2 separate regions of the Mus musculus genome follow, and region 2 is linked to region 1. The links are chromatin contacts, called in public Hi-C maps. All regions are on one chromosome and are shown on one strand. The core of a region is the stretch at or near the end of the contact, and the rest is flanking DNA. Distances in the headings are between cores, read along the strand shown.

The links. Hi-C and Micro-C count contacts between places; a contact is called where the count stands out from the background.
Region 2: a contact with region 1 is called in a Hi-C map of beige adipocytes, with 3 times the contacts expected there. The contact joins two enhancer-like sites. A contact is called at or near these places in 3 of 484 Hi-C or Micro-C datasets (beige adipocytes and liver).

Annotation. Positions count from the first base shown.
Region 1 is chr13:30,395,508-30,398,567 of GRCm38.p6, reverse strand. No RefSeq gene overlaps it. Among named protein-coding and RNA genes, the nearest start is that of Agtr1a, 61 kb to the right of the region's middle. Within about 2 kb of position 1,522, at least 6 of the 459 cell types and tissues checked have an H3K27ac peak or open chromatin away from gene starts, as enhancers often do. A contact at or near this core is called in beige adipocytes, where this site is marked.
Region 2 is chr13:30,523,423-30,526,411 of GRCm38.p6, reverse strand. No RefSeq gene overlaps it. Among named protein-coding and RNA genes, the nearest start is that of Uqcrfs1, 20 kb to the left of the region's middle. Within about 2 kb of position 1,326, at least 9 of the 459 cell types and tissues checked have an H3K27ac peak or open chromatin away from gene starts, as enhancers often do. A contact at or near this core is called in beige adipocytes, where this site is marked.

The DNA.
Region 1 (3,060 bases), core at 273-2,772:
TCATTTCTTTTACTTTTTAAAGAGGTATTGTTATTCTTTTTTAAAAGTCTTCTTTTTAAAAAACTATTTATTTAATGTATATGAATGCTAGATCTGCATGTACACCTACATGCCAAAAGAGGGCATCAGAACTCATTATAGATGGTTGTGAACCACCATGTTGTTGCTGGGAATTGAACTTAGGACCTCTGGAAGATCAGACAGTGCTCTTAACTGCTGGGCCATCTCTTCAGCCTCAGAAATATTTGTATTCCTGTATCTTTATGCAGGGTATGTGTAGGAGTGTGCAGGCACGGAGGAGGCCAGAGGAAGACTTGAGTGTCCAGCTCTTGTTCATCACCTCATTCTTATGAGACAGGCTCTCTCATTGTACCTGACCCTAGGCTGACAGCCGTCCAGCCCACTCCTGTCTCTATCCTCCCTCCCCATACTGAGCTGGAGTGCAATGAAAAGATAACACAAGAAATTGGAAGAAAACTGGCTGGGGAAAGGGATAATTGGGTAATTGGCAAGAAAAGAATGGTGATGGATCTGATCCAAACATGTTTAATTCATGTATGAATATTAAATAAAATATTTTTGAGCCTAACAAGGCATAGTACTCAGGAGGTAGAGGCAGGTCAATCTCTGACTTTAAGGCCAGCCTGGTCTACAAAGTGAGTTCTAAGACAGTCAGAACCACCCAGAGAAACCCTGTCTTGAAAAAACAATGTAAAAATTAAAATCTTTTGCATACTACATGAAGAATAGTTAGACTATAGCTGTCTGGATTTATCAGTGGTTAAATTCATTTAATGATCATGTCATTCTCTGAATAGCCATTAAGTGACCTGGGTTTGAGGCATTTGCACATTTGTGTTTGTGATAGTGGGTTTGAACTGAGGGGATAGTCAGTGACCCGGCGAGTATGGTGTTCTACTTGCTTGCTTGCTGTGCATATATACGCATTTCAGAGAAAATAGATGGATGGAAGAACACTGGTGCTCTCTCTGTCCTTCGATGTGGCATATAGAGTTTGTACATGGCTAAACCTTTGGAATCTTAGAATTGATGCTGTTTGCATTCTTTTTAACCATGAAGGCATTGCAACTTGTTCCTTAAAGCACGGCCAGCTTCCCTGGCATGGGCAAAGCCATGGATGCGGGATGACTCAGAAGTCGCATAGAAACCCCAAGTCAGAGCTAACAGAGCTGCTGGGACGCTGGGCTGTGGTTTCTGGATTCTTCTAGGGCTTTCTACTCTGGATTCTTTCAGTGCTCTGAATTTCTGTTATTATTCCAAAGCAGCTTAAATAATATTTTAAAAATAGTTATTGTGCCAAAAGTAACAAACTTCCTCTGAGAGGAAGCTCCCCGAGTTGTTTCTGAGTACAACTCTCTCATAAGCAAATGTGAGCGATTGTCATCTTTCCTGCAGAGAGTGGGAGATTGGAGTCTCCAGCTTTGGCTGAACTCTGATCTGGATCCTCACCACCCAGAGCGTGACCCACCTAGGAGGGCCAAAGGCTTCCCTGGGAGATGTCAAGCCACACGGACTCTTAGACTGTGGCGCAGCCCACACAGCATTAGAAACCACAGCCTACCATGGATTCCAGGCGAGGTGATCGAACGAACGCTGTGAAGCTTTGGGGAGCCCATTTTTAGCCATGGGTCCCCAAGGCACGCATCAGCATTTCAAGGTGTCTCCTGGACCCCTCCCTGACACAGGTGCTTTGCTATGTGAAGTTGGTTCCGTGAGAGGTGTGAGCCTGGGAAGGAAAGAAAGAGTACAAGCTGCTCTTGATGAAGACTTTTTTTTTGACAGCAGTTTATACATAAACCAAAATTTCAGCCTTCTCTTTCCTAATCCCTGAAAAAGCAGCCTTCCCTTTCTCCTCTTTGCCAGATCCCTGGGGGCCAATATTTCATTCCTTCTCATTTCCTTTTCCGGATCTTAGGGCTGACATTTAGTGTGACTTTAAGAAACCCCAAAACCCCTGTTCCTAAGCTGTATTCCCTCTGGGACTGCACTTCCAACATTTCGTTCCTCATGAGACTTTGTCCTGGGCCCTCTGTGAAATCTGTAAAACAGAGGAGTTGAGGAAGTCAGAATCCAAGAACTTTTCCTTTCCAAAATGTTTTAATATAGGAAACGTGGTGTGTGTGTGTGTGTGTGTGTGTGTGTGTGTGTGTGTGTGAGAGAGAGAGAGAGAGAGAGAGAATAGCACATGGGTTGCCATGCCTATACATGTGTGTATAGAGGCCACAGAAGGATATCAGGGTCCTGCTTTGTCGTTTCCCATTTTATCCTTTTAATCCTCTCTTATCGATCTTGGAGCTCATTGAGTTCTTGTGGTTGTTTGTTTGTTGCTTTGTTAAGCTGACAGACTAGCAAACCTCTGCAATCCCCGAGTCTCTGCTTTCCAGAGCTGGGTCACAGGTGTGTGTTGCCACATCCAGCTTTTGTGTGGGCTTAAGGGGTCCAAAGGCAGGCCCTAATGCCTGCACCCCAAGTGCCCTTACCTACTACTGAGTCACGCATGGCCCCCAGATCCAACAGGAAGCTTTATCACAGCCTTTCTGGCATAGCTGAGGGATGGTTTGATGAAGGGAAGGGAAAAGAGTCATATAAGTAAGTTATGTAAAAGATAAGAGATTAGCCAAGGGTTACAATTTTGTTTTGGTGGGTGAAGAGAGTTGGTAATGTAGGTCCAGGGGCTGCAGGGAAGAAACCCAGAGAATCCTGCACACAGAGCAGACCATGAGCACAACACCAGCAACTATAGTGATTTCACAGTTGGGTCTGGAATGGGCTCTGCTCCCAGCACTCTCTACTTCTCTGTTTTGTTTGTTTGTTTTTAAGAGTTCATTTGTTATTTTTATGACTTCCCAGCAACTGAACTTACATAGATTTTATTTTGCAAACATGCCAATGGGTGAGGGGAGGTAGAGTTCTTTCTGGAGTTCTCATCCATTCCCCCACTTCCTAGTCTCCATGATGGCAAAAGGGCCGGAAGCTGGAGTAGAGATGAAAATACATATGCAGGCATATGGTTTATAAGATCTAGTGTGTGAGTTCCCC
Region 2 (2,989 bases), core at 77-2,576, 130 kb before region 1:
TAAATCAGTTTTAACATCTCTAAGTTGGCTAAAGACTTGGTCCTCCCCTTGTTTAAAATTGTGTAAGCCAAGCCTCAGGGGTTTTGTATTATACAAAGGAAAGGAGAACTTTTTCATCCCTAAGACCTGTTAATCAAAACTTTCATTTGGTTTAGTTAACATCTCTTATATAGACAGTGCTGCGCAGCACTTCACACCCACTAGTAAAGGCTGAACGTTACATTTGCATATAGTGCGATGTAGCATACAGAGCTTTTGGGATCATTGTGGTTAACTGGGACCAACCATTATTTTACATATTGTGATGGGTACTTTTAACCGTCAACTTTATATAATGTAGACTCATGGAGGAGGGTTCCAGGAGTCACAATGAGAATTTATCTAGATCACTTTCATCTGTGACACTGTCTATGGAGAATATTTTAACTGGTGTGGAAAGCTCCAGCCTGATATGGGGTTGTGCCATTTCCTAGTTCAGGGTCCCGGACTGTGTAAAGGTAAGAAAGCTACCCAAGCACTAAGTATGCTTTTGTTCATTTCTCTTTGTGCTCCTGACTGTGGATGTCATGTGACCAGGTGTTTTAAATTCCCACTGTCTGGATTTCCTTGCTAAGATGGACTGAACCCTGGGATTCTCAGCTAAGATAAAACCTTTCTCCCCTAACTTGTTTGCCACAAGCAAAGAGCTCAGAAAAGAAACTATGACACATTTTCAAACATGTAACCCTCTTATTTCATTTTTGCTACATAGCAAACATTTCAAATTCGGGTTTATAGGGAAATACTTTTCCTCCATCATGGATCTATGCTGCAAGCTTTGAATGTGGAGTGTAGGCTCATGCGTTTGAACAGTTGCTCTCCAGCTCTGTTTGGGAAGGTTATGGAGGTGGAGTCTTGGAGGAGGAAGTGTGTCACTGAGAACTGGCTTTGGGATTTTACAGCCTCTCTTCCGTCTCAGCTTCCTGGCCATGCAATGTGGCAGGTGACCTACTGGTCCACCTGCCGTGCCTTCCCCGTCATGACCGACTGTATTCTCTCTGGAACTGTGAGGAGAATAAACCCTTTCTCCCTAAACTTGCTTCTGTCAAGGTATCTTACCACAGCAACAGAAAAGCGACTAAGACATACAGGCTGTTAGCTGAGCTTCAATTTGTTGGCCATGGCTCCAGCCTACGGGTTTCTTTCTGCTCAACCAGCCCCGTGCAGCATGTGCTTCTTACAGAAGAGAACAAAAATGTTAGCTGGCAGACCAATCCACAAAAGCATGTTTAGAGCTCTGCCAAAAAGGCATTGGCCAATCAGTCACCCTGCCAAGCTCAACAACACAGCTGGCGTAGATATTCATTCATATTGGAAGGATCGGCAAAGCCACGCGGAGGACTCTGGGCCTGTGACTATTAAGAAGTAAATAAAAAATTGAGGACAATCATCTCGTGTATCCCAATCTATAGAGCAACTCTGAACATTGCCTGTGGATAACTCACCATCATACTCATTCCCTACTGTATTAGAAATGTCACATTTTAGGGGAGGAGACTGGAGACAACACCGCTTAGTGTCTCTTGTCAACAGAGCATTGGGTAAAGACTAATGATACGCAAAGCAGAAAACTAGGAGGAAAGCGTTACTCTCCTCAGAGGTGACAGTTGTGGGTGCTGTACAGATTAACCTCAAAGCCTTTTCTCTAGTCAGGATCATGCAACCATTTGCCCTGCCTTCTTGTCTTGCTTAGTTTAGGTTATACCAAAAGAAAAGCCACGGACAGGGATGTGGATGCAGAGAGTGGGCTCAGGAAGAGGTGGGTCTTCAGAAGTCTTAGCATCACTCTTGGGGAGCACTTACTGTCCTCAGCCCCAGCTCCAGGCTCAGGCTCTCTAAGGTAGAAAAGCCGAGAGACTTTCTTACTGTTTGGGATAAAGAGGGGGTGTGAAAAGATTACTGCTGGGAAGTATCGTGCAGTTGGTATTCTTCCCCCTCACCAAAGACACGTTACTGCCAGATCAAAATAGAGATTTGAGACTCTGATCTTGCAGCGCTCGATCCCCAGTCTGCTTCAGCATTTCTATCTCTGACATCTGAGTGGCGTGGCTGTGGCTATAACCAGTGTAATACCCCAGTTCCTTCCAAATGCTCCGGATTCACTCCAATCCCTCCTCAGCTCGGAGCAAATCAACACTTCTGTCAACTCACTCCGAAGCCTTCGAGAGTCTGCATTCATCTGGCAAAGCTCGCCATTCCTCATCCCGTTCTGCACTGTGGTCATTCCAGGAAGACATTGCTATTCCAGGAAGCCCTGAGCCAGGAACATTAACCTCGCTATTTCACACACATGCTAGATGTTTGGGGGGAACCAAAGGGATTCCATGTGATAACTGCTGAGTTCCAGGATTTAGATGCGTGTTTGGCAGTAACCCTGCCTAGGGAGCTGTTTGCCACATTAGCAGTTCAAACTCGGACATGCTGAGAGAAGAGGCCATGCACATACTTGGAACCTTTTGGGAAAATCCTCACCAGGCTAGGTTTGTACAGTATCCTAAAGGTCGTTAGAATTGGAGAGGTGGAGCTGCGCTGGGAAGCACTTCTGAGGACACATGCTTTGTGTGTGGCTCCTGTGATGTCAAGTAATACCAGTTTAAAATGTGATCCCTTCACCCCACCCAGTAATATAATTGCCAGTAAGTTAATTGCAGTATATAGGTCTAAAGGCCATGGTTGCAGAATGATAGACTGACTAATGCTCTTGAGGTTTCTTGGGCACACTGGCTATGAGTAACTCAAGTGTCTGAGTGGGAGCAGATCTGGAAAAGGAACCAAGTAGAAATAGTTGACCTTATAAAGGGGAAAAAATCTAACCGCTCTATGTGGGACAGCCAGCCTTAGTTTGGCTCATGCCTTTGGGTCCAAGCCATTGTGTCATATATCCAGGAATTTGCTTGGAGAATTGGAGTGGCATGGGGCTGGCCAGCTCCTAACTGGACACACATCTAGT